Linked DNA regions of Mus musculus: all the other regions are linked to region 1. A link is a contact called in public Hi-C, HiChIP or PLAC-seq and promoter capture Hi-C data. All regions are on one chromosome and are shown on one strand. The core of a region is the stretch at or near the end of the contact, and the rest is flanking DNA. Distances in the headings are between cores, read along the strand shown. Region 1 holds the start of Zhx3 (zinc fingers and homeoboxes 3). Region 2 holds the start of Ift52 (intraflagellar transport 52). Region 3 holds the start of Dhx35 (DEAH (Asp-Glu-Ala-His) box polypeptide 35). Region 4 holds the start of Srsf6 (serine and arginine-rich splicing factor 6). Region 5 overlaps Dhx35 (DEAH (Asp-Glu-Ala-His) box polypeptide 35).

The links. Promoter capture Hi-C pulls out the DNA fragments that hold promoters and counts their contacts. Hi-C and Micro-C count contacts between places; a contact is called where the count stands out from the background. HiChIP or PLAC-seq counts read pairs in DNA pulled down with a chosen protein or histone mark.
Region 2: a Hi-C map of CD8 T cells shows a contact between it and region 1, with 5 times the contacts expected there. The contact joins the promoter of Ift52 here to the promoter of Zhx3 in region 1. A contact is called at or near these places in 2 of 39 promoter capture datasets (the C10 cell line and pre-B cells), 2 of 484 Hi-C or Micro-C datasets (B cells and CD8 T cells) and 1 of 115 datasets of contacts at active chromatin or transcription factors (astrocytes).
Region 3: a contact with region 1 is called in a promoter capture Hi-C map of pre-B cells, with 10 times the contacts expected there. The contact joins the promoter of Dhx35 here to the promoter of Zhx3 in region 1. A contact is called at or near these places in 14 of 39 promoter capture datasets (the 3T3-L1 cell line, the C10 cell line, the SN4741 cell line and 9 more), 1 of 484 Hi-C or Micro-C datasets (LSK cells), 8 of 115 datasets of contacts at active chromatin or transcription factors (embryonic forebrain, embryonic hindbrain, embryonic stem cells and 4 more) and 3 of 9 other capture datasets (adipose tissue, liver and macrophages).
Region 4: a contact with region 1 is called in an H3K4me3 HiChIP or PLAC-seq map of pro-B cells, with 8 times the contacts expected there. The contact joins the promoter of Srsf6 here to the promoter of Zhx3 in region 1. A contact is called at or near these places in 7 of 39 promoter capture datasets (the C10 cell line, cranial neural crest, hippocampal neurons and 3 more), 2 of 484 Hi-C or Micro-C datasets (CD4 T cells and CD8 T cells), 3 of 115 datasets of contacts at active chromatin or transcription factors (astrocytes, large pre-B cells and pro-B cells) and 2 of 9 other capture datasets (embryonic stem cells and liver).
Region 5: a contact with region 1 is called in a promoter capture Hi-C map of embryonic stem cells, with 8 times the contacts expected there. The contact joins the enhancer-like site here to the promoter of Zhx3 in region 1. A contact is called at or near these places in 9 of 39 promoter capture datasets (the SN4741 cell line, cranial neural crest, embryonic stem cells and 5 more), 4 of 115 datasets of contacts at active chromatin or transcription factors (astrocytes, forebrain, large pre-B cells and 1 more) and 3 of 9 other capture datasets (adipose tissue, macrophages and pancreatic islet).

What each region holds. Positions count from the first base shown.
Region 1 is chr2:160,870,411-160,875,154 of GRCm38.p6, reverse strand. It overlaps Zhx3 (zinc fingers and homeoboxes 3), which reads left to right and starts at 2,165. Exons shown (of 4, transcript NM_177263.3): 1 at 2,165-2,364. Gm35129 (a long non-coding RNA gene) reads right to left here and starts at 2,157. Exons shown (of 3, transcript XR_866921.2): 1 at 1-2,157.
Region 2 is chr2:163,014,980-163,019,723 of GRCm38.p6, reverse strand. Ift52 (intraflagellar transport 52) reads right to left here and starts at 2,371. Exons shown (of 13, transcript NM_172150.5): 1 at 2,191-2,371.
Region 3 is chr2:158,792,834-158,797,577 of GRCm38.p6, reverse strand. It overlaps Dhx35 (DEAH (Asp-Glu-Ala-His) box polypeptide 35), which reads right to left and starts at 2,771. Exons shown (of 22, transcript NM_001372513.1): 1 at 2,650-2,771. The coding sequence starts at 2,689.
Region 4 is chr2:162,929,439-162,934,182 of GRCm38.p6, reverse strand. It overlaps Srsf6 (serine and arginine-rich splicing factor 6), which reads right to left and starts at 2,675. Exons shown (of 6, transcript NM_026499.4): 1 at 2,406-2,675; 2 at 2,041-2,189; 3 at 633-757; 4 at 321-529. The coding sequence starts at 2,512.
Region 5 is chr2:158,830,708-158,835,451 of GRCm38.p6, reverse strand. Dhx35 (DEAH (Asp-Glu-Ala-His) box polypeptide 35) reads right to left here. Exons shown (of 22, transcript NM_001372513.1): 12 at 3,580-3,790; 13 at 458-582. Among named protein-coding and RNA genes, the nearest start is that of Dhx35, 38 kb to the right of the region's middle. Within about 2 kb of position 1,916, at least 48 of the 459 cell types and tissues checked have an H3K27ac peak or open chromatin away from gene starts, as enhancers often do. A contact at or near this core is called in astrocytes, embryonic stem cells, forebrain and 1 more, where this site is marked.

The DNA.
Region 1 (4,744 bases), core at 916-3,415:
ACCAAAGCAGTTGGCATTTGCATATTCTCCTCCAGAACTGCAGCGTGACATGTCTGTCTCTTCTGAAATATGGAGCTCTTTGGCATCTGGGAGACTGTCTTGCTTACGTCTTCATCTCTCAGAGTGCCTAGGTGAGACGAGGTACTTGGAAAATTGGTTGAATAAATAAAAATAAATTGGAGTACAACATATCTTATATACTCATTCATTCAAGAAATATTGAGTGTTTGAACATGTCTGCCCATGTTCCAGATGCTGAAAATAAGCAAAACAAACATTCCTGCCCTGAGGGACATGAAAGATAGGAGAGGTTATACAGGCCAGGCAGAGAGGCAAAGCACAGAAAAGGGAGACGGCATGGTGAGGGTGGGACTTGATATCCATCAAAGGAAATACCTTTTGAATAGAAATGTGAAGTGAGACACATCTTCCCGATGCTCAGGAGAACATATCCTAAGTGCAAGAGTCATTCATGTTCCAGGGGCAGGAAGGAGGCTGGTGTGGCTGGCTGAGGCAAGAGGAAGAAGGAAATGCGCTTAGTTAGAAAAAAGGTACAGATTGCACGTGATCTAGGGGTCCCTGGAATAAAGGCTGTTTTTTAAAAAAATAATGTGCCCAAGATAGAAACCATTGGGTTTTTTTTTATAAAAAAATGATTTATTTTACATTCTAATCGTTTTCCCTTCCTTCCTCTCCTCCCCCCCAGCCCCCAGGAACATTATTTTGGCTTAGGCTTTAACAAGATCCCAGTGACTGCTGTGTTGACTACAGGCTGGAATGAAGGAGAGCAGGTAGGGAAGATGCTATTGCAGTATTCCCAGCATGCAGATGTCTAAAGGTGGGGCTGGCAGGCTGGCTAATGGATTAAGATGGCTATGATTGGAAGAGAGGAGTGAAGGGTGGCTGAGACCTTTGGCCTGATCATTAAAAACAAAACAAAACAAAACAAAACAAAACAAAACTGGGCTTGACATGAACTGTATGTAATGAGGAAGATTGTGTAATAACCATATGCAGTGTGTTAAGGTACAAGTTCTAGTGTTTGATGCTGGACATGTTAAGTTTGACACATTGCTCACACTTAAAACATACATTTACTAACTGTGATAAATTCAGCTTTTTTTGTTTTGCTCTTTGAGACAGGTTCTTACTATGTAGTCCAGACTGGTTTGGAACTTGCTTTGTAGCCTAGGCTGATCCCAAACTTGCAATCCTCCTGCTTCAGCCTCTTTCAGTGAGATTATGGGTGTAGACCATCTTATACACAGCAATAAAGTCAGCCTCATTTGCTAAACACCAAGATAACGTGCAAGAAGCTTTATATAGACTGCCATTTAATCTTCTCACTCATTCTATATAATCCTAACATTTTGTTGCCTTTTGTGGATGAGCAATTGTGGCCAGTTGATATTCGATATAAGCTAATTTGGGGTTGGGACCCGCTCAGTCTTCAGAGCTCTATTTGTCAATCTGGATCCGAAGCAGTAGGGGACCACTTTCTAAACATATTTGCCACAGATTTAGGTTCTGTTGTGAAAAGGTGCCTGGAACAGGAACCAAGATTTTTAATTCCAGGCCAACAGCAGCTGTGAAAATGTACATGAAGGGAGCAGGTGTTTGAAAGCGCCACTATCCTAAGACAGTGTTAAAGAATCGGAGATCATGCCTTCGTTTCGGCCGCTATTTCTCTGAGTAAACAAGATACTAGAACCTGCCGTGAACCCTTAGTGGCGTTAAAGCAACTCCCAAATGTGGCTAATTTGGAAACACTGCACTGGAGAGAGGGCGCATGGGTCTGGGACCCTTGCCCAGACTACATCCTTTTGAAAGTTTAACCTCGTGTGGCCTTCCTTAGGTGGCCCTCAAGAAAGACCAGGATACGGAGCACAAAGGCCGGGAACCGCTTAGGGCCTCAGCATCCGCTCAGTTGTCCGCCTCCCCTGCCCCCGTGGCCCCCAACACAGAGAACGCTGGCCCGCAGCCGAGCTGCGCATGCGCTCTGGGTAAGGTCCGCTCCCCGCGACGTCAAGGGGCTTGCGCCCGTTCCCAAAGCCCCGCCTCCTAGCGCCTGAGGCGACCCGGGCGGGGGGTGGGGGGTGGGGTCGAGCCACGCCCCCAGCCGAGTCGAGGAGGGCCGACCGGAGCCGAACGCCTCCGAGTGCCACCGAGCTCGGCCGAGCGGCCGGGAGTCAGTTGGTGCTGCTCGTCTTCGCCCCAGAAGCAGTCCGTGGATCTGGCGTCGCCACCGCCGCCGCCGCCGCCTCCGCGGGGCCTGTGCCGGCCGGCCGCCCACCAAGGAAGGAGGGAGGCTCGCGGCGTGGGGAGAGCAGCGGGGGCCACGGGTGCCGCCGCCGCCGCCGCCAGGTGAGCGCCCGCCGAGGCCCAACGTCCCCAGAGCTGTCAGTCCCGGGCGTCTGTGTGTCTCCCCGCCTGTCAGCCCCTGTGTGTCTGCGAGCGCCTTCCCGCCAGGCCCGGCTCCCGCCCGGCCCTGTCAGCCGCCAGCACCCCCGCTCCGAGCGGCCCCGCCCCTTCCCCCCGATGTCCCGCCTTCCCCATCTGTCAGCGCCGCGCTCGCTCGCCGTGGGCTCCACGCCCGGGAGTCCAGGGTCTGGGTGGTCGCGCGGGACAGAGTTGCAGAAGGAGCCGAAGCGGGCCGGAGGTGGGGGGCCTGGCCGTGGGTGCGTGTGTCCGCATCCCGCGGGCGGCTGGCGAGCGGCTGGCACCGGTGCGTCTGGTGAAATGAGCGTCGGGACTCGAACCACTCCGGGGTACAGTGGAATCCTCCTTGCCCACGCGGAAACACCCGGGTTCTGGGATATCCAGATGGGCGTGTGAGCAGAGTTTGGGACCTGGGAAGCCTCTCCAGTTTGGGGTTTTCATTCAGAGAAACCTGTTGGAAGTGATTGGGGAGTGGGTGGGGTGTGGGGCTTAGGGTGCAAAGTACCTGAGAGCTTGAGGCATTCTGAGTTGTGTGGCTTGCATTTGTGAACAGTGATTGCCAGGGTAGTGTGTCCTGTGAGAAACTGTTATGTGACGCGGGTGGGGGTGGGGGTGTTAGAGAAGGGAAGGCATGCTCTTTTCTGCCTTTCTGGATGTCATGCCAACACATATATTTATCTAGATAGCCTAAAATGTTTATTCATGAGGCATCTACACATTTTTTTAATGAAAAAAAAGAGTACGGCACTTTTCATATATATATATATATATATATATATATATATATATATATATATATATATACACATACATACACACACACACACACACAAACACACATGGTCTCGTATGTTGCTATCTTGATTTATTTTTTTGTTTGTGGTAACGTAGCATCACAATATTTCAAAACTAACAGAAATGTGTTCTAAAATAATTGGTAGCTTGCCGGATAATTCTCAACCGAGGAGAAAAGATCCAAAAGCACACTTCATTAGCTGGAACAACTGATTTCGGGCTTAATTTGCTTCTAAGAGACATACAGTGGAAAAATCCAGAAACAGCAAAGAATGTATCAAAGAGACTTAGGAAATGAGCAAAAGGGCCTTTGTATGTGTGTGCCTTGGAGAGATGGTATCAAAGCAGCTTTAAGGGACAGGGCTGCTGTGTAATGATAAACATATTAACCAAGTTGGTTTTGTGACCTTGATACATTGGGCCATGCTTGATTTGTGCAGTGGTTCATGACAGGCAAACATTGCGTGGGAAGTGTGGTAATTTTTTTGGAAAAGAAAAAGTTCCCTATGATGGTTTTTTCCCTCAGTTGAAGTGAGATTTCAGACTAGTTGTGTCCAAAATTGGGATGTACGGGGTGTGGTGTGGTGTGGTGTGTGTGTGTGTGTGTGTGTGAGAGAGAGAGAGAGAGAGAGAGAGAATGAGCATGTGTGAGCACTTGTGTATGGGTGAGCATCTCTGTTTTTCTGTCTCTGATTTATTTTTAAGGCAGAAAATTTGAGTAACAAACGCGTAAGGGAAAAAATCCTCATAATTTACAAACACTAGTAAACTAGTTTGGCATTTATCTTTTTCAGTCTTTTGCTCCCAAGTATATGTGTTTTCTTTTTTCTCTCTCTCAAAGTGCTACCAGCCTATATGAGTTTTATCGTATACTTTTCCTTCCATTTATAAATAGATTGTGAGGGGTATGTCTTGCTTTTATGAGCAATTATTTTCCCTTTAAAAACTTTTAAAAAAAAGAAGAAGAAGAAGAAAAGAAATCCAGGTCTCAAGAGTTGTATGCTTGCAGCCCTCCAGTAACTTCTCCTGCAGTCCTCTCTATGGCCTATTGCGCTGCCTGTCTCCAACCTGGCCAAATCAGTCTCAGCTTTTTAAGAACTTCAGTCATACTCCAGCCTCAGCACCTCTGCATTTATGCTTCTTCTGTGTACACAGCTGGCCTAGATACTGTAAAGTTAAGATGGGTTTCCTTAACTTTAGGTCTTCAGGATTTCCCAACAACTCTACAAGATCACATCACCCTCTGCTGTACTTAGCACCACTTGGTAGTATTTATTTGTTGGTTTATTGTCTGTCTCCTTTGCTATCTAACCAGCTCGAGGCCTTGTTTCACTGAGTACCCTCAGGGTTTAGAACTGTTCCTGCTCCACTATAGGTATTTAGTATTTGCTCACTGAGTAAACAATGGATGCTAGTTGTCCATCTAGTCATGTGACATTGCTGGTAGACTTCTAAGTAGCTATATCATGAGGTGGAGTAACACATTTGTAAACTCTGCAATTTTCCTCTT
Region 2 (4,744 bases), core at 1,122-3,621, 2.1 Mb before region 1:
TTCTTCCCAGACAGGTTTCCCTCTACTTTCATGTCTTTTTTTTTTTTTTTTTTTTTTTTTTTTTAAATAACCATAGTTTGGATTGCTTGTGGGAATGTGAGAAATGTGTGGTGATGCCTTACCATTGAAGAAAATGTCTCCCCTGTCCCAGCAACTTTTAAGTGCCCACAGAGTCTCAGGGAGGGGCAAGGCCTCCTGACCTGTCCCCTCCACGAGACAATGTTGACAGGCCCAATCTGTTGTAGGTCTTGTGCAGGCAAACGTGCTATGTATTTTCTTTTTATGTGCATTGGTGTTTTGCCAAAGTGTATGTCTATGTGTATAAAGGTGTCCAATCCCTGCAGTTACAGAAGTTGTAAACTGCCATGTGTACTGGGTACTGGGATTTGAAGCTGGGTCCTCTGGAAGAACAGCCAGTGTTTTTATAACTACTGAGCCATTTCTTCAGCCCTATGATATAATTTTTTAACACTGAAATTTACGTCCACTTGTAGATTGAAGAGATGGCTCAGTAGTTGCAGACACTTTGCCCCCAAGCCTGAAACACCCATAGGATGACGTCCTTTCTCTTCCATGAGCACTCAGTACCACATACACACAACAAACAAATGTAAATAAAAAAGAAATATATATATATATATAAACTATTTTTGGTCCATTTGAAACTACTCTGATGCTCATATTGGGTACCATTGTTTTTTACCTAAATTACTAGGCGACTGCACAATTCCAATCCATGTTTTAAGAGCTGATAGGAGAGACCTTCAATATACTGTTTCTTCTGAGACAATCTCCTATAATCTAGGTTCGCCTCTAATGCACTGTGCAGTGGAGGACGGCCTTGAACTCTTTAATGTCTTGCCTTAGTTTCCTGGGTGCTGGGATTACAGGCACATTGCCGCCATGCCGCTGCCTCTCAAATGACTTTTTTTTTTTTTTCCCTGTTCTGAGGACCAGGCAGACACCCAGGGTCTCATGCAGGCAGTCTATTAACTAAGCTGCAGCCTTAACCCCTTCAATGAAATTGAAAACATTTTGTCATGTTGACTTCACATGACACGGCTATTTTTTTGCTTGTTTTCTTTCTTTTTTTTTTTTAAAGATTTATTTATTTATTATATGTAAATACACTGTAGCTGTCTTCAGACACACCAGAAGAGGGAGTCAGATCTTGTTACGGATGGTTGTGAGCCACCATGTGGTTGCTGGGATTTGAACTCTGGACCTTCGGAAGAGCAGTCAGGTGCTCTTACCCACTGAGCCATCTCACCAGCCGGTTTTCTTTCTTTCTTTGTTTATTTATTTATGGTTTTTCGAGACAGTGTTCCTCCTGTGTAGCACTGTCACTCTCTCTGTAGACCAAGCTGGGGTTAAAGGTGTGTGCCATCACAGCCGGCTAACAGAGCTGTACTTGAACATGCTTGTTTTCATTTTGTGTACCTACAATGCTGTACTCTGCCTTCTCCAGTTTCCTGATTAGAACGTCACAACGATCATGTTAGTGATATTGACCTATTACTACACGGTGCCACAAAGAACCCAAACATCACAGTACTGAGATTTATATTTTTCTGCTTTTGAGACGTATTTGGGGTGGGAGCAGATTTCTGGGAAAAGTGAATACCCTTCTCTGAGTACTGAATTGCTCTTAACGGAAGAATACACTTCGAGGTAACAGTTTACTGTAGTTTAACCCCACCACCTCCTTCTGAAGGAGCAGTAGATCTGGGGTCCTGTCCTATTAGAATTAGAAATGAGTTTCCCTAAGAATAGGATAAGGTTTAAAAATCGGTAATAATAAGAATATTGAAACAATATTTGGGTAGCACTGCCCAACCATTCTCTTATTTTTTCTTCAATAATCTAACATGGTATACTAAATTTTGCCAAAGTGACGAAAAACACCAAGCGTGGTTGCAACGATAGCTGAGTCTGATTTGATGGCTCCCCATCCTAGGTTTTTTCATATTCTACAGGACTACGACAAATCCGCGCAGTCCGAGGAGCTAGAAATTCTACATCATCGCCAGGACCAGTTCCCAGCCCACTTCCGCGTCCTCAGTTTACCTCTGCCGACCTCGGGATTCCCACAAGGCTGGCCTAGGGGTCTCCAGAGCGGCATGGCGAGGCCGTCATCGTCTCCAGCCAGACCAACGACCTGGCGGCCCGCACAACCCGACCTCTCCTTACCTGAGGCCAGAGGCCGCCAGGTATCCAAGGCCGCGCGCCGAGAAGGCGTGGCTCCGGGCCCCGAGTGACTTCCGTCGTGGCGTGATGACGACAGCGCGACAGACGTGCTGTGTCTGGTGGCTGCGGACGCTGGGGGCTGTTGGGTAGGGGTTCGGGGCTAGCGCTGGGCTGGCCCGTTTCCCGGTAAAGACTGTATCCAAACTGAAGGAGTCACTTTTTAATAGGGAACCTATATTGTTCATTTGCTAGCAACTGCTATTAAAGACCAATAAGATGGTAGGTCCCCAGGCCGGGAATTCCGGCCTGCCTATGGGCGGGGACTGCTGCGGCAAGCCACGCCCCGGCCTGGCCTGGACGCAGGTTCCGGGCAGGCTCTTGCCGGGTAGCGATCAGGAGACCTAAAATGCCAGGTCTTACCAAAATTTAGAAGTAGAAGCTGGGGTAGGGAGTGGTGACGCGCCGGAGATGTAGTACTATTGTGGAGCTGGGGAAGCGTTTCGGGAAGAGGTACTGGCTTGGGCCAACGGTTGCCATGGAAACGGGAAACACGCTTGCTTCCGCAGAGGCTTCACTGAGAGAGGGCTGTCTGTGGCTTTGTAGTCAAAGCCTCTGCAGCCTCAAAACTTGGAGCAGGCACATGTAGGAAGCTCAGCAGTTTTTATTTTCATCTATGTCTTAATACAGAGCAGTATGCGTTAAGGATATTAAAATACACAAGTTTTAAGGCACTTTTCACGACTGTGGTTATGACGATTTTAGAAAGTGGGAAAGAGTGTGAAAGAGAACGATCTCTTCTCTCCCACTGAAGATCAAATCCAGAGCCTTCCACATCGTGAGCTGTACCATTGAGTTAAGTCTCAGCCAGGAAACTTTTCTAGTGGAGTGCTGCAGAATTGAATAGAGTGTGCAATTAAGGATGCAAATGATCAAGTGTGCAATTAAGGATGCAAATGATCAGGATCTGGACTTGGGCAAGTCACGGGATCATTCGGTACTGTAAGTGTACTAGAAGTGCCAGGACACCAGACCGGGAGCAGCTCCTGGAGCAGTTCTCTCACTGTACCAAGTTGCAGAAGGAGCTTGAGGGTTTTAGAGTCAGCTGCTCCGAAGTCCGGTGTCTGAGAAATGACTTGTATCTGGTGAACTTGAACATGCTGCTTAATTGGAGCATTTTCTACGTGTAAATTGAGGATAGATTCTAAAGGTTTATTATGAGGATTATGGATTGAATTGAGATGGCTCAGCAGGTAAAAAGGCTGAGCCTGACATCCTGAGTTAAATCCCCGAGTCCCACATAATCGAAGTAGAGAACCGATTTCTGTAAATTGTCCTCTTGACCTCTACAAGTATTCTGTGGCATGTTTATGCGCGCGCGCACACACACACATACAAATATGAATCTCAATCTCTCTCTCTCTCTCTCTCTCTCTCTCTCTCTCTCTCTCTCTCTCTTGCTCTGTTTGTTTTTTTTCAAGACAGGGTTTCTCTGTGTAGCCCTGGCTGTCCTGGAACTCACTTTGTAGACCACGCTGGCCTCAGACTCAGAAATCTGCCTACCTCTGCCTCCCAAGTGCTGGGAGGTGTGCGCCACCATCGCCTGGCCAAATACGAATTTCAAAAGGATATATTTTAGAACACTATGTATACAGTGTTCTGCCTACATGTATGACTGCACACCAGAAGAGGGTACCAGACCTCATTATATATTGTTATGACCTACCATGTGGTTACTGGGAATTGAACGCAGGATCTCTGGAAGAGCAGCCAGTGCTCTTAACCTCTGAGCCATCTCTTCAGCCCCCATCAATACAAATTTTGAAATGGGATATTCATATATATATATATATATATATGTATATATATATATATATATATATATGTCAGTTTCATAGTATACTTGTTCATTTTCTATCTTGGTGAAGCATTCTGTGACTTTACAATCTTAGAACAGCTGATTGTGGACTTCTGGCAGCATGTTCAGGTTTCGGACAGTCACCCTCCTGTAAGAGGGAAGATTTGTCCTCTCCTTGTGTCTCACCTCTAGCAGTTAACCCACACTAGGAAAGATAAGAACCAGTTTCTTTCCGTATCAAAGCTTAATAGTAATTCTTGACTGAGCTTTGATCTCCAATAGAACAGTGTTGCAGGTGTTCTCTTTGGTTTTTAATGTGTCCCAGCCCTGAGCCCTGCCTCCCCTCTTCATTCCTAGGGCAAGGGACAAAGGGGACAAAACTGAGAGGAAAGGAGTGGGACCAAATATAGAGGGAAAGTCAGTAAAAATCACCAGCATACACTGATTCAAAGAAAAGTCCTCCCATTGTCCCCAAACCAGCCAGCTAATGAGGCTACCCTGAAGTGTGTGCCAGGAGTTTGTGGGAAAGAAACTAAAGTAAAACAGAATAATCTACAGCGCATGGGCAGTGTCTTGAACATGCATCACATGCCCACGTCTGGCTAGTCAGCATTACCTTCTGAAATGATGAATTCTGAACACCTACAGCCTAATAGCTAGCCAGAATACTGGCCTCCAAGATCAGCTCTGTCCTTACGGTAA
Region 3 (4,744 bases), core at 1,522-4,021, 2.1 Mb after region 1:
CGGACTCACTGGAGCTACTCAAATCTCAGTGAATGAAAGCTGTATACCTGGGCCCCAAAAAGTGGATCCCCAACTTTGAGGCATGCTAGAAGCCCCCCAAATGTTTAAAAATACTGCTACCTAGTTCCTGATTTTTTGACAATAATAACAAAAGGATTGATTTTTTTTTTTAAATTTTCCAAGTGATTCAACAATACAGCAAAATTTGAAACCCACTTACCTAGGCCATCACCCCATCAAGGCCCCACTGAACTAGGCAGTCACCCTGTCCAGAACACAAGATTATCACTGTCTTTACTTTCTCTTCTCTTTACCTCTAAGGTATCTAACGGGCCCCTCCTGTCAGCTCCCAGGCTAGACCTGAGGTTCAACATCCATCCTGGATTTTAGTAGCAACCTCTCTTAGAGTAGCCTTCTTAACCATATCACTGCTGGGGTTAAAGCAGGGAAACCTTTTTTTTTAAATTTACCTGTAGTGAGTGTGTGTGTGTGTGTGTGAGAGAGAGAGAGAGAGAGAGAGAGAGAGAGAGCGAGCAAGCACATGTATGGAGATCAAAGGACAATTTTGTGGAGTCGCTCTATCCACCATTACATGACTTATGAGGATCAAGCTGGTGCCCTAAGGCTCTCACAGAGAGCACCCTTGCCTCTGAGCCATCTCACTGGCCCAGAAGCTCAGATTCTTTAACTCTTGAAAGACATTTCAAGATGAAGTCCCTTCCTACCTTTCCAGCACCATCTCCTGCCACACCCCAAATATACCCACATATACCATCACAGTACTCCATACTGGGGGTTTGGGGACATCCTTAATACACAAATCCTTTCAATGGCCTGGAGAGCCATTCTCTACCTCACCATAAACAAGCCATAACAAACTTGTTTCAGCGCTCAGTGTTCGCTCCAAAACCATTACCATCTCTACGACGCAGCCAATTCTTCACACTGCACTTTCCCTCCCTCTCCTATACCTTAATACAATTATAATAGCTGTGTACCTAGCACCACGGGTGTTTTGTGCATTGTCTCATTTAATCCTCACAGCAATCCTATTATGACAAATGACCGATAAGGAAGCAGAGACTTGGAGCACTTGTGTGGCTCTGCAAGTCACCCAGGCAGGGAAGGCACTGCAGTCCAGTACTTGAGGCCATCTTCCTTACAGCACCCCTCTGCCTTGCTTAGCATTCTTCTCATGGACACGTAACTTGGAGAGCACACCTTGAGAGCTGAGCCCAGGCATGTACGTGTTCACGACCTGACTGACGACAGAAGTGTACTCTCGATACAGTAATGGACTAAACAATGGGACAGACTTGTAGAACAGTTCAGAACAGTTCCAGGTTCTTTAACCAAAATGGTACCCGGGTCTGAGTTTTGGCAATTTATCCAAGCCTCTATTAGACTTAACTCTTTGGTCTGCTGGTTAACTCTTGAATAAGTTGGTAACTCATTACTTACTGGGGTGGACAATCAGCTGATGCCTGAAAATGCTGAGTCATGAAAGTGACAAACGAGAGAGTCAGGGTATGTCTTTGTGACCCTGGCTGTCCTGGAATATACACCAGACTGGCCTCAAATTCAAGAGATCCTCCTGCCTCTGCCTCCCAAGTGTTGGGATTACAGCCATGGACTACCATATCCAGTTCAGATTTAAAAAAAAAAAAATAATTATGTGTCACCTTCATGAGTTTATTTCTCTAACACTTAGGCACATGGTCAGATTTCCAGGGAGCATCTAAAACACTCTTTAAAAGCTGTCCCTTGTTGCCTTTTCTGTCTCAAACTATCATCATCACAATATAATGTATACACCCAGATCTTCTGGAGTGCAGGTAGAGGAGAAAAAAAGAAAATGTGTAAAAAAGTAAGGGCAGAGGCTGGTACCAGTTAAGAAACAGTGTTTTGGTTTAGCTTGGTTTGGTTTAGTTTATAAGAAAAGCGTGAACAAAAGGCGCATCCTACACAGATCATGGTCTGGTATTTCAACAAGAACCCGACCTGAGAAAATGCAAAAACAAAAGATGGTGACTTGTTAGCCTACAAAACAGGAAAAGTGACAGCCACTAGGAAGGAGGGCGTTCACTTTGTGGTAAACATTCAGAGTGGGCAAGACCTACCCTAAAACACTGGAATACATTTTCTCTTTTATGAGCCATTAAGTCGGACTACGTACTCCCCCTACTCCACGCCCACGGGACAGGTGTTCGTATTCCGCCCACTTCCCAGGTGAGGGGAGCGATGTTCTGAGGGATGGGGGCAGAGTTCAAGGTTCTCCATCTACTGATGCAAGGCAGAGAGGCAGCCTTGAACCTGGGCGCTCTGACTCCATAACCCAAGCTTCTAAGCCACTGAGCTGCACTGCCTCTCGAGCCCCAATGCTGCCCCAGGACTTCAGCAAGATACACACGGGCGCTTCAGGACTCTACATCTCAAGAGGTGCCGAGGAGGCTAAGAAACTCCAACAAGGTCACCCAGAGTTTCCGCCCAGCTTAGGGAGGCCTTTGACTTCCTCCGGACCACCGTGGGCTGCAGCATCCTTGCGCGCGGAGGAGTGGTGCCCAGCCCTCCCCCGGTCAGGCCCACGGGTGGGTCCCCAGGCCGAAAGTCATGTCCGGGCATCTACCCAGGCTCCCTGCCCTGCCTTACCCGGTTTCCAGAATTTCACTGGTCCCAAGGGCGCAGCCATGCTGGGGTGAAAGGTCACGAAGAAGACTCCGCCCCTCTAGACCCGCGCGAGTCCCTCCGGGCTCAAGGGGCGTGGCCCGCCAGCAGCCTCCGCGGGGGCTGCGGGGGGCGGGTAGAGCGAAAAGAAGCCACGCCTTCCGGCAACACCCCCCCCCCCCACTATGGATCACGTGATCGCAGCTCGCTTTGGCTTGCCTTTGAGGGCCTCTCCTTGGCCCACGTGATGCCGCGCGGCCATATTGTCTCTCGGATTGGCTGCTCTACCCTGCTTGGACACTCTGGGTTGCCACTAACTTCTAGGAATGCGCTGCTGTGTTCCCAGGCTGTCACTCACCAGCGTTAAGAGTGTGAGCAGAGGCTGGGTTTCCCCGGTGAACTGAGAGATGCTCGTGTTTACATGCTATCGCAGCTGCGTCTCTTTTAGTCTCCTATTTTCATACTGAGAGATAATAGCGGTAACGACCTCCTGCGTCTGATGATTCAGTTAATGCTGCTGTGTTCCCTGGAACTGTAGCTTCTTGTTTCCCAGGCGAGGGTGGGGCTGGGTAAACTGTAAATGAATAAACGCTGGATAAACAGAATGATGCTTATTATCAGCAAGTAAAGCCGAAATGATACAGGCAACTTGTGGTCTTCAGAGAAATGTCGCAAAGTGGGAACGCAGGAGCACATTGGGCCGGAAGATGAGACTAGAAATCAGATCAGTGAGGCCAGTGCATTCACCCAGTGTTCCCTCCAAGGCAACCGTTTATAAATCAAATGCTCTTTTTCTACCTCCCCATCCCCCACCCCCACCTCCCGCACATCAAGTCATTGCAGGACTAGGTGCATCCTCTCCCACTAAGACAAGACAAGTCAGCCCAGTTAGGGGAATGGGCTCTGCAGGCAGGCAACAGACTCGGGGATAGCCCCTGCTCCAGTTGTTGGGGGACTCTGCATCAGATACAGCCCATGCTCGCTCTTTGGTTGGTAGTTCAGTCCCTGAGAGCCCCCAAGGGTCCAGGTTAGTTGACTCTGGTGGTCTTCCTTTGGAGGCCCTGTCCTCTTCTGGGCCCTCAGTCCTTCCCCCAACTCTTCCACACACTCCTCCCCCACTCCCACCCCCATCCTCAAGCTCCATTTAATATTTGGCTGTGGGTCTCTGCATCTGTTTCCATCCTCTACTGGATGGAACAGTTGTGCTGGGCTCAAGGAAGCCACAAATTAAGAGGCTTTAAAATCTATACATTTTTAGAGCTCCAAAAGAAAATGCTTCATTCTTTGAGGGAAATGGCAAATTACGGAAAGCGTTGGAAACAAGTAACCCTGATTCAGAATCCTTAGCTTGCCCATCACCTGGCTGACATTTAAGCTCAGTTGTAAACTGAGCTTTAAAGAAGTGTTAAAGGAGATGAGGGGCAGAGGACCTAACACAGTGCAAGACACTGCAGGCACTAGGTCGGAATCGGCTCTCATTAGCTCAACTGCCAGGGCAAATATACCACACGAGCAAAATCTGAGTTTATGTCACGTTCGTTTCTAGATTTGATTTGTTTCCTTAATAATTAAATGAAGTTCAGCACATGCTAATCCTTCTGTGGAGAATGCTTCACCCCTGCTTTAGATCCTTGAAGGAGCAGCTCCAAGACCTCTCTCCTTCCACTATCAAACATTCCCCCTGTAGAGTAGGACTTGCAAGCCGATTTTACCCTAAGACTTGTGCAATTGAACTAAAGTTAATCTGCCTCTCTTTTTATGCTGGGAATTCCTTTTTTAAAATAATTTTATGTATATGATTTTGCCTACATGTAGGTGTATTTTTTTATATTTTCATTAAAGTCCTTCATATAGAAAATAACATTTATACATGAAAAACGCCTTTGTAGCCAGGCGGTAGTGGTGCACGCCTCTAATCCCAGCACTTGGGAGGCAGAGGATGGTGGATTTCTGAGTTCGAGGCCAGCCTGATCTACAGAGTGAGTTCCAGGACAGCCAGGGCTATACAGAGAAACCCTGTCTCAAAAAAACTAAAACAAGAAAGAAAGAAAAATGCCTTTGTAGACATTATGGATGCAAG
Region 4 (4,744 bases), core at 1,426-3,925, 2.1 Mb before region 1:
TTTAGGGGGCTGGTGAGATGGCTCAGAGGTTAAGAGCACCGACTGCTCTTCTGAAGGTCCTGAGTTCAAATCCCAGCAACCACATGGTGGCTCACAACCATCTGTTACAAAATCTGATGCCCTCTTCTGGAGTGTCTGAAGACAGCTACAGTGCACTCACATATAATAAATAAATATATAAATAAATCTTAAAAAAAAAAAAGGAATATGTTTTAACTACCCATCTGTGGCTAGAATATCTGCTTACTACAACCAAGAAACACCGTAAATACAACTAGGCAACAACTGGAAATGACAAGCCTCCCCCCAGCCCTCGTTACCTGGATCTACTGCCAGAGTAGGAGCGCCTATGGCTTGTTCTTGGCTTATCTTCAATAAGCCTAATATTTCTGCCATTTATTTCTGTACCATCCAGTTTATCCAAAGCACGCTTCATGTCGGAGTAGGATCTAAATTCAATCACACCCTCATTTGTTCGTTCTTTGTGAGCATCTGCATAAGTCACTTCTCCTGCTTGCCGCATGAAATCCTAAAACAGTTAAGACTGATAAGCTCCAGAAATCTAAAGCAAGACCACGTAGCCAACTCTTAAGGAAAGTAACTGCTCTGTCTTTAAAACCCCAGGTACATACCTTTAAGTCTTGCCAACTGCAACGACTAGACAGATTTTCTACAATAAGCCTGTACTCTGTACGAACAGGTGGTCCATATTTGTCTCTGCCAGAAGTTCTCCGACTGCTGTATCCACCTCCACCACCTTTATCACATGAAGGGAGTAATTAGATGCGTTGCAATGACAGGCATGCATGTTTTTGAAAGTTAGTACAAACATAGCAACGTTTATTACTGGAGTAGGACTTTGCTATTATACTGCTAAACCCTCGATACATTTGTGATTTGCCACAAATTAAATTAAGGGCAAGTCAAATAGACTAAATCCAACTAAACCTCTCCTACAATCTGTTAGAGAGTGACTGCTCCTTTATTCAATTTACCTCGCTAAGTTTTATTTTACAGAACATTGTAAAATATAAAACTTAACTGATTACATGCATTTCTACATTTTACAAAAATGTTTACTAGTTACACTAAGTACTTACATCACAGTGTGAGGTTTTTGGTGGTGGTTTGGCCACAAAACACGCAAGGTAACAGTCACCTAGTTCAGATTAACCAGTTTTGTCTAACCCTTGGAATCCTCACCATCACCCTGCGTCTAATGGCAAAAGGCTGCTGTCGTCATGGCTTCCGGTAAGGTCAGCCAAAGGGTCATAGGGCAAGGGTCACACAATGTATGGAAAAGCCAAGGCCAATCAGGAAAGGCAGTCATCTTAGCCTCAGTGGACACAGCCTCAGCCCCATTGGTCACTTTCAAATTGAAACATCAAGGACTTGTTAAAAAGTTGGAATTCAACATGCAACAATTTCAACATTAAACATTTCACATAACCAAAATCCCCCCAACCCCCTCCCAGTAACATGCCCCAACTATTTCAAATACAGCATAAAGCTTATTTAGATTTACTTTGTGGTACTATGCCACATTACTTAGTTTAAAATGGCATTTTCTTTGCCCCCCCCCAATCAAGCCTCCCAGCTCCTAAGACTTAGACTTCAAGCTCCTCCCCTTTCCCCGCCCCCTGCCCCACCTCCACCCCAGCCTTCCTAGAAACTTCCTCAATGCTAACAAGCACTGACAGATAAGCAAGGGGGCATACTACAAATACAGCCAGCCCTCGCTTTCAATGGCAGAACCCAAGTCAGTGCCAAAGAGGGCCAACTGAAGCCACTCCTTCCAAACTTAAGTCAACCGGCCACCCGACCCCATTCCCCGCGCTCCGGTGTCCCACGGCTACCCGGGCATGCGTGGAGGTAGAGGGGCCCCGGGAACACCCAGGGCCGACAAGCCCCGGCCTCCGCGCCTGCCCGGGCTGGGGAGGTCCCACCCTGCCCACCCAAGTGACTGCACCCGCCCTGCGCCCCCAACCCCCGCCCCCCCCAGGTACCCAGGACGCGGAGCGCGCGGGGGTAAGGACTCACTGCGGCTTCCGTAGCTGTAGCCATCGCGGTCGCGGCGCGGGCCCCGGGCGTGCTCTACGATCACGCGCTCGCCGCACAGCTCCTTGCTGTTGAGCTCGTACACGGCATCGTCGGCATCCCGGGAGTCCTCGAACTCCACGAAACCGTACCTGCGGAGGGGCGGAGCGCGAGCCGCGCACCGGCGGGCGGGCGTGTCGTTAGCCGGCGCCGCGCGCTCCCGCGCCCTCCCCCGCGCGCGCGCGCTCGGGGCGCCGCCGCCGCCGCCATTTTAGAGGCCCTGCCACGCGGCGCCGCGGCCTTGGCCGCCTCGGGTCCTTGGGGGACCTCTCTCCGCCGCGGGGCGCGGCCTCCCAGACCCGACTCACCCATTTTTGAGGTCGATCTCGAGGAGGCGGCCGTAGCCGCTGAAAAAGCGCTGGATGTCCTTCTCGCGGACGTTGTAGCTCAGGCGTCCTATGTAGACGCGCGGCATGGCCGTGACCCACGGGTGTCCTCCGGGAGGCTGGCGGAGGGGCGGCGGGCCGCGGGGCAGGGCTGCGGTGCGGGTGCGGGGACGGCGAAGGCCCGAACACGCGCCTCACACCGCAGCGGCGGCCGAGTCAGCCACACAATGGTGCGCGCGCGCGCGCCGGCCTACGCTATAAGTGCCCGGGGGCGGGGCGCGGCGCGGCGCAGCGCGTGACGTCGTCGCGCAGCACGTCCTCTCCCGCGCCGCGGGCCGCTCCGGATGTGTTGGGGCGGCCCGCGGCGCGTGCCGTGCTTGCTGGGAGTTGATTTCGCTACTGTCATGTCCCCTGGCGCTGTGCAGCCATCAGCGTAAACAGCCGAGGCCCGGACCTTTTGAGTCGTGCCTAATAAACTGTTCTTGTGCCCAGGCACGCGGAGAACGAGTTTTATTTCTCATTGGTTGTCCGGGCTGTCAGTCTAGGCCATCTTGGTCTCTGATTGGTCTACTAAAAAAAAAGAGGTTGCTCTTTCCCTTCAGCGGGTAGCTCGCACTGGTTTCGTTGAGTACACGCTCTTGGGAGTCGGACAGTTCCTTAGTTTCTCAGCGGCTCGGGATCTGTCCCCGAGGTTTAGTGACCAGCGGGGGAGGTGCTGTGGCTGGTCTGGGTGGCATCCCTCCCTCTGCTCGGAGCTCTGACAGCTCTGAATCCCGCGCTCGCCGCGGCCGTTCACAAAGGGAGCATGGCTGGGCCCCATGGTCCTCCAAGACCCCCTATCCCCTTTCCTATCCATACTGTCCTTAACCTGGTTGGATCCGAAGGCAAACTATTTATAAAGCAGAAATACACACTTAGGAGTTTATGGAGGTGACATCTAATGCTGTAGAGTTAAACAAAACAGCCCCACTGCCCTGGAGTAAAGTTAATTGACTATCAAGGAGCATGCCTTGGGAGTATTCAAAGCACGGCGAAGGTTTGGCTAGAGAGGTAAGGAAACCGAAAGCAGAGCACGGTGTGATAAAAGCTGAGAGAAAAGACTGCCATTGAGTTAGTACCTGCTCTTTAGGAATTTGTTTTCTGCCCAGAATCTGGGCAGCCTCAGGCTTTTCAGCTATAATGAGAGAAGATTCTGTCCTCTGGGGCAGACCGGCAATGTTGATAGCACACAGGGAGATGTGTTAATAGTATTCTCGAGGGAAGAGAACGTCCTTAAGTTAGAAATATAAATATATATATGTAGACAGCTTTTAAAAATATTCATGGAACACAGAATGAAGTCAACACATAACAGTTTTATCAAATTGTCAATTTCTAAAAACTTGTTAAAATTTATTTGTGAGTGGTGAGAAGACTGAAGCCGGTAAAGGTGCTTGCTGCCAAGCTGGAGGACCCGACTTTGATCCTAGAGACCCACACGGTAGAAGGAACAACAACAACAACAAAAACAATTCTTGCAAGTTGTCCTCTGACCTCCTGATGCGTGTCATGCCTTCAATAAATAACTAAGTGTGATGATAACACATTTTAAAATTATTTGTAAAAGCAAACACACATCTGGATTCCACACGAGACGAAAAAGCCAGTATTTGTCATTCTCCTACCCTATTACCATATTTTGTTCCCCTCTTCCCTTATCCTTGTTTCCTTCACATAGTTCCCTTTCTACTTTCATGTTCTACACACACACAAGACAACCCATGAGATCATTTATCTTCCAAAGTTCCTAGTTGGATCAGCAGCACTGGGGAGTCCTGTTGCCGACCTAACTTGGTACTTTGCAAAAGCAACAAACTGAAATGACAAGTGCGCAGCATGAGAGTCTATTTATTTTTTTAGTGGGCTGGGGGAGGGAAAAGCCAGATAGTCAGGTGCAGTATCTGATGCCTGTTCTCAGCATCCGGGAGCTGAGGAAGGAGGACTGCTATGGGTTCTAGATTAGCCTTGGCTAAGTTTGAGGCATTGTCTTAAAAACAAGGAAGGGAAGGGTCTGTTGGGAAACTGCTTGCTTCTGGAGCTTGACCGTTCCTGTGGAATGACACCTGAGGTGACCCTTGGCCTCCACACTTGATGCACATGCTAGTTTGGAACTCCAGAGCCTCAATATCAATGAGAGCCAGTTCCTACAGGTTCGCTCACCACATCTCCCTCCCACCCCCAACTGATTCTGTTACCATGTGAAATCTCAACTAACACAGCCACCCCAGAGTATTTGTGTGGAATGCAGCAGAGGCTGCTCTGGGAAGTTCTGCCCAGAGCAT
Region 5 (4,744 bases), core at 667-3,166, 2.0 Mb after region 1:
TCTGAGCACGCAGGCCAGGCCTTGCATGCTGCTGAGGGGAGCCTAGGAGAGCCAGGCAGCCATGCCTCAGAGCCTACAGAAAGAAGACTAATGATTCACTCCTATAACTTGCCTTAGGAAATCATCATAGATACTGAGAGCCGCAGGGTCCTTCCCAAGCTTTGCAACTCTCCAGCCAGGCCCAGTCACAGGCTATGTCCTGACTCCCCACCCTCCTTGTCTCTCTGAGCACTGTCAAGCTGTCCTGTAGCTACCCAGTGGCTTGTCTTTTTCAAGGAGAAAGGACAGGAGCTACAGAGGAAGAATTCTGGCTCGCCTGGATGCCAGTTTGCCCCACACCCTGGATAGGACCAAGCGGCATACGGTGTTTCAGCTATGTGAGGAAGAAAGATGGCATGCCTGACCAGTGTCCTTCCACCATACCCACATGAGCCCCTCAACCAGAAGCAGGACTTACAGACATGAAGTGGAACCTGAGGACATTGTCTATCCCTAGGGCTTTTAGCTGCAGGATGACGGGGGCCAAATTGCTGCGCTGCATCTCAGGGACGGTGGACTGAGGTAGCTGGTCAAAGGCTTCCTCTAAGGATAGGAAATCAGAAACAGATCAAACGTGACACTCAAATGCACCTGTACATCGGCAGAGTCCACCTTCTCTACCGTGAACAAGAGCTCTGGGATTCTGGGACCACATGTACAACATTATGATACAAAGTTATTTTTACGTTTAGGAAGGACGTTCTACTTCAAAAGCATAGAGAGTTGAACAGTACCCCTTTACAAAAGCACTCTCCTTTACTTCCAAACCTTGCTTTTCAAATGCTTTTGTCAGCAAAACGAAAGTAGCAAGCATTTGGGTAATTACTCTCAGGCCCAGTTGCTGTTCACTCTGCATAAGGCAGAGCGCTTCAAGGAAGCAAGAACAGCAAAATAAGCAAAGAAAAATGTAAAAATAAATCACCAGAGCTGCCCTAGACTCTGAAGAAGGATCTCATCACAGAGAGCAGAATTCATACAAACCTAGTTTTTAAACCAAGGAGCCAAATGCAGTCACACCCAGGATCCTGTACTTGCTTGTCCCACAGGAACAAAAGGTGACCTCAAACCGGAGAAGCACCCCGAGGCACAGAGATGGGGGAGGAGGGGAAGGATAGAGAGTCAGGGGAGGACTTTCTGAAAACCAGATCAAAGGGTGGGGAGAAAGGAAGGCTTTTCTGAAATCACTTTCCCTGTGTATTCAGAAAGCCTATGGATTACACGCCAAACCCTCCCATGTAAGTCAACGCTGTACTGACCGCTGTACAGATACACACCCTCCTTACACACAAGCATCACGAAGTCTCCATTTAGACCAGAAGGCTGCAGTTAACTAGAGAGGAAAATGAATTACAGCCAAGTCTCCTGGAGAAACACTACTATCTGTAAGAACTTTAGAAAGGTTTTCCTGAGAAAAGAGACAACCAATATTCTGGACTGTGTAACATAAATTGCCAAATGCATGGGTCTAGCGGGAAGGTTCTAGATGGCAAGCAAGGAAAGAAGTTCTTTAGCTTTAAGAACATTGTGGTTACTGTTCTGTTACCAAGACAACCACATTCCCCAGGCACACCACTGACCAAGGCAGAAACAAGTCATTAGCTGAGAGGCTGGTCCCACTGAGAAGATGCTGAGAGAAGCAGGTGTTGATTCTCAGAGACAAAAAGATGTGATGACACAGGAAAGCTGCAAAGGCCCCAGAGCCAGGGGCACAGAGGTCAAGAGGGGCAGAGGCCTCACGCAATGGCCCTGGAGACTTCAGAGGTAGGAGGGACCTGGATCAAGACCAAAAAACAGGCCCAAGAGGGACATATGCCCCTGCCGTGGACCATGGGAGGCTCAGGAAAGAGATGAGCAGAAACTGAGAAAAGCTACACAGGAGCTGCCAAGAGTATCAGGAGGATCTTTGTGGTTATAGTACTGTTACCAGGACAACTACACTCCCCAGGCACACCACTGGCCAAGGCAGAAACAAGTCACTAGCTGAAAGGCCGGCCTCTCTGAGAAGATACAAAGACAGACAAGCCCAAGGCATCAGAGGTATGCATGGCAAAGCGGGAAGCAGATCACGTGTCTAAGAACGGAGTAGCTGAGAACCAGGCAGAGTAGGAGTGAGAGCAGAGGAGCTAAGGAGAAGCCTTGGAAAGTTCTGGAACACCAAATTATCTGAGTAAAGAAGAGCTGCAGGCTCTGAAGATCTGCTGGCAATCTGAAGGGTGGGCACTAACCGTTGCTTACTGTCCCTGGTCTTTCCCAACCACGCCCTTGCTAAAGCAGCTACGACTAAAGGCTCAGTGACCTTCCACCCAGATCCACTTGCCCAGCTTCAGTCCGTATCTTATCACATGGCTTCTTTGACACCAAATGCCGGTGTCCATTTCCACTTTAAAAAAATCATTTGAGTTAGAGCTGGAAGATGGCTCAGCGGTTAAAAGCAAATGCAGAGGTGCCAGGTTCAGCTCGCAGCCCCCATGTGCCAGCTAAGACTCACCTGCAATTCCTATTCCAGTAACACTCCTCTGACCACCTCAGCACCAGGCACACATGTACTGCACAGACAGACATGCAGGCACAACACACAAAATAAAATTACCTAAAACTAAAAATATTGCTGAGAATGGTGGTGCCTGTCTTTACGTCCCAGACCTTGAGAGGCAACGGTAGGGAGATCTCGGAGGCTGAGGCCAGCCTAGGCTCCACAGAGAAATCCTGCCTCAAAAATAAATAATTCCTTAGCCACACAATTACTATACCTACAACTCTGCAATTCCTCAAAGAAATAAAGGTTCCCCTTCATGTCCCAAGTCTACCCACACACTTACATCCAGCCCCACTAATCCCTAGGAAACCGCGTAAAAGAGGAATGGAAAGACAGCGTAAGTGGGTGCTGGACACAGGAGGGCATTAATGACTTGGAACTCCATCTGCACACTAAGAAGGCAGGAAGGTAAGCTCTGTGGGCATGGGCAGTGGGGGTGGTGGATGTCTCAGAACCACTCCCAGTGAAAGAGACAGACAGACAGACAGACAGCAGCTCTGGAACATCATGGTACCTGTGCCTAGCAGTGCCAGCAGGCTGAGAGGAAAGCTCATTAAAGGCCAGGACTGTCTACCAGAATTTCACTCTGTGCCCTCAGAAGTTAGCACGGCTTGTGATACAGAACTGAGCCAACTATTTGCCATCCATGAATGATTCTCAGGAGAACTCTGCAAAGGCAAGCGGGGATCTGATGGGCCGTGCCTCTGGGTTCAGGAGCTGTAAGAACACAGCCCATTAAGCAGAAAGACAACACTTGATGCACAAGTCTATGCTCAGGGGTCTGACACAAGGCCCAACATTAGGTTAGAATGGAGGTGGTAGGCAGGAGGTGGTTCACTGAGCCAGCTGGGGAATCCTAGCAAAGGAAGGAAGGAAGTGGTGGGGTCCCTGGGAGAGCTGGATTTGACAGTGAGTTCTGCCAGGAGGGACAAATGTCTGCCCTGGGATCCAAAGCCCAGGCTACTCTAAGAAAATCCAAAGTTGTTAAGAAACACCATACATACCTGTGTAAAGGCGATAACACTTTCCCGAGCGGTTGCGCCCACCACGTCCTGCCCGCTGATTGGCTGACGCCTGAGACACTGGTACCACCACCAAGCATTCAATAGCTGTCCTGGGGTTGTAGGCTCGCAGCTTCATAAAGCCACAGTCAATCACATACACAATGCCACTGATTGTGATGGAAGTCTCTGCCACATTGGTGGCCACGATCACCTGCCGAAAAGAGAAAGAGAATTAGTTGGTTCTTTCCATTTTAAGTAAGTTTAAAAATCCTAAAGACATACTACTATTTCAAACATCCTGCTACCAGGCAGGAGCGTAAGACCAGCACACTGGCCGGAAATGTTCCAGTTCTATAACCATGCACAGCTTCCCCAAGCTCCTGAGCACTGCTTTCTCATGCACATAGTATGACCACCGCTTCCCCCAGGGTTGTCAAGGAGGATCCAAACACAAAGAGATTAGAAGCTCACACTGAGCACATGGGAAGTTCAATAATGTCTGTTTCCTAACGTCAGAGCAGATAACGTCAGAGAGCAACAGGTGCCAGGGAAAAAGCACAACCTGGGATATACGTAAGAGTATACGCTGTGTCATTATATGCTACGTGTTATATACATGTTATATACATCATATAGTATAACAAAGCTTCCCCTTCACACTGGCTGCCCAGAGACAACAGCACTAAAACATGAACATAAACTCAGACCTCCTGACAGGGACTGGCCAACCCTTCAGACCAGAAAGAACTACCACAGAGGAAGGAGATCCGGCCAACACTGCCACTGTACGAGGGGCTTGGAGACAGAGGGGGCCCAGCTAGTGTGCACCAGTCAAGTCTCTGGCTACCTGCCAGCTGCCCCTGCCGGGTTTAACGTAGCTGGAGACATGTATATAAGAGGCACACACTTTTTTCAACCTTTACATTTTATAAAATCATCTTTGAAAATCTTCCTACTTTTATATCTAAAAGCTATTGCGGAGGCAGGCGAGATGGCTCTGACTTCAGTCCCTGAGATCCACACGCTAGAAGGGAAGAACTGCCTCCTGCATGTGCACTCTCACCTCCATGTGTGCACACGACACATATGTGTGCACAGGACACATATGTGCCCTGCCCCACCCCACATAAATAAATGTAATAAAAAAGTTTAGTTATGAATGTTT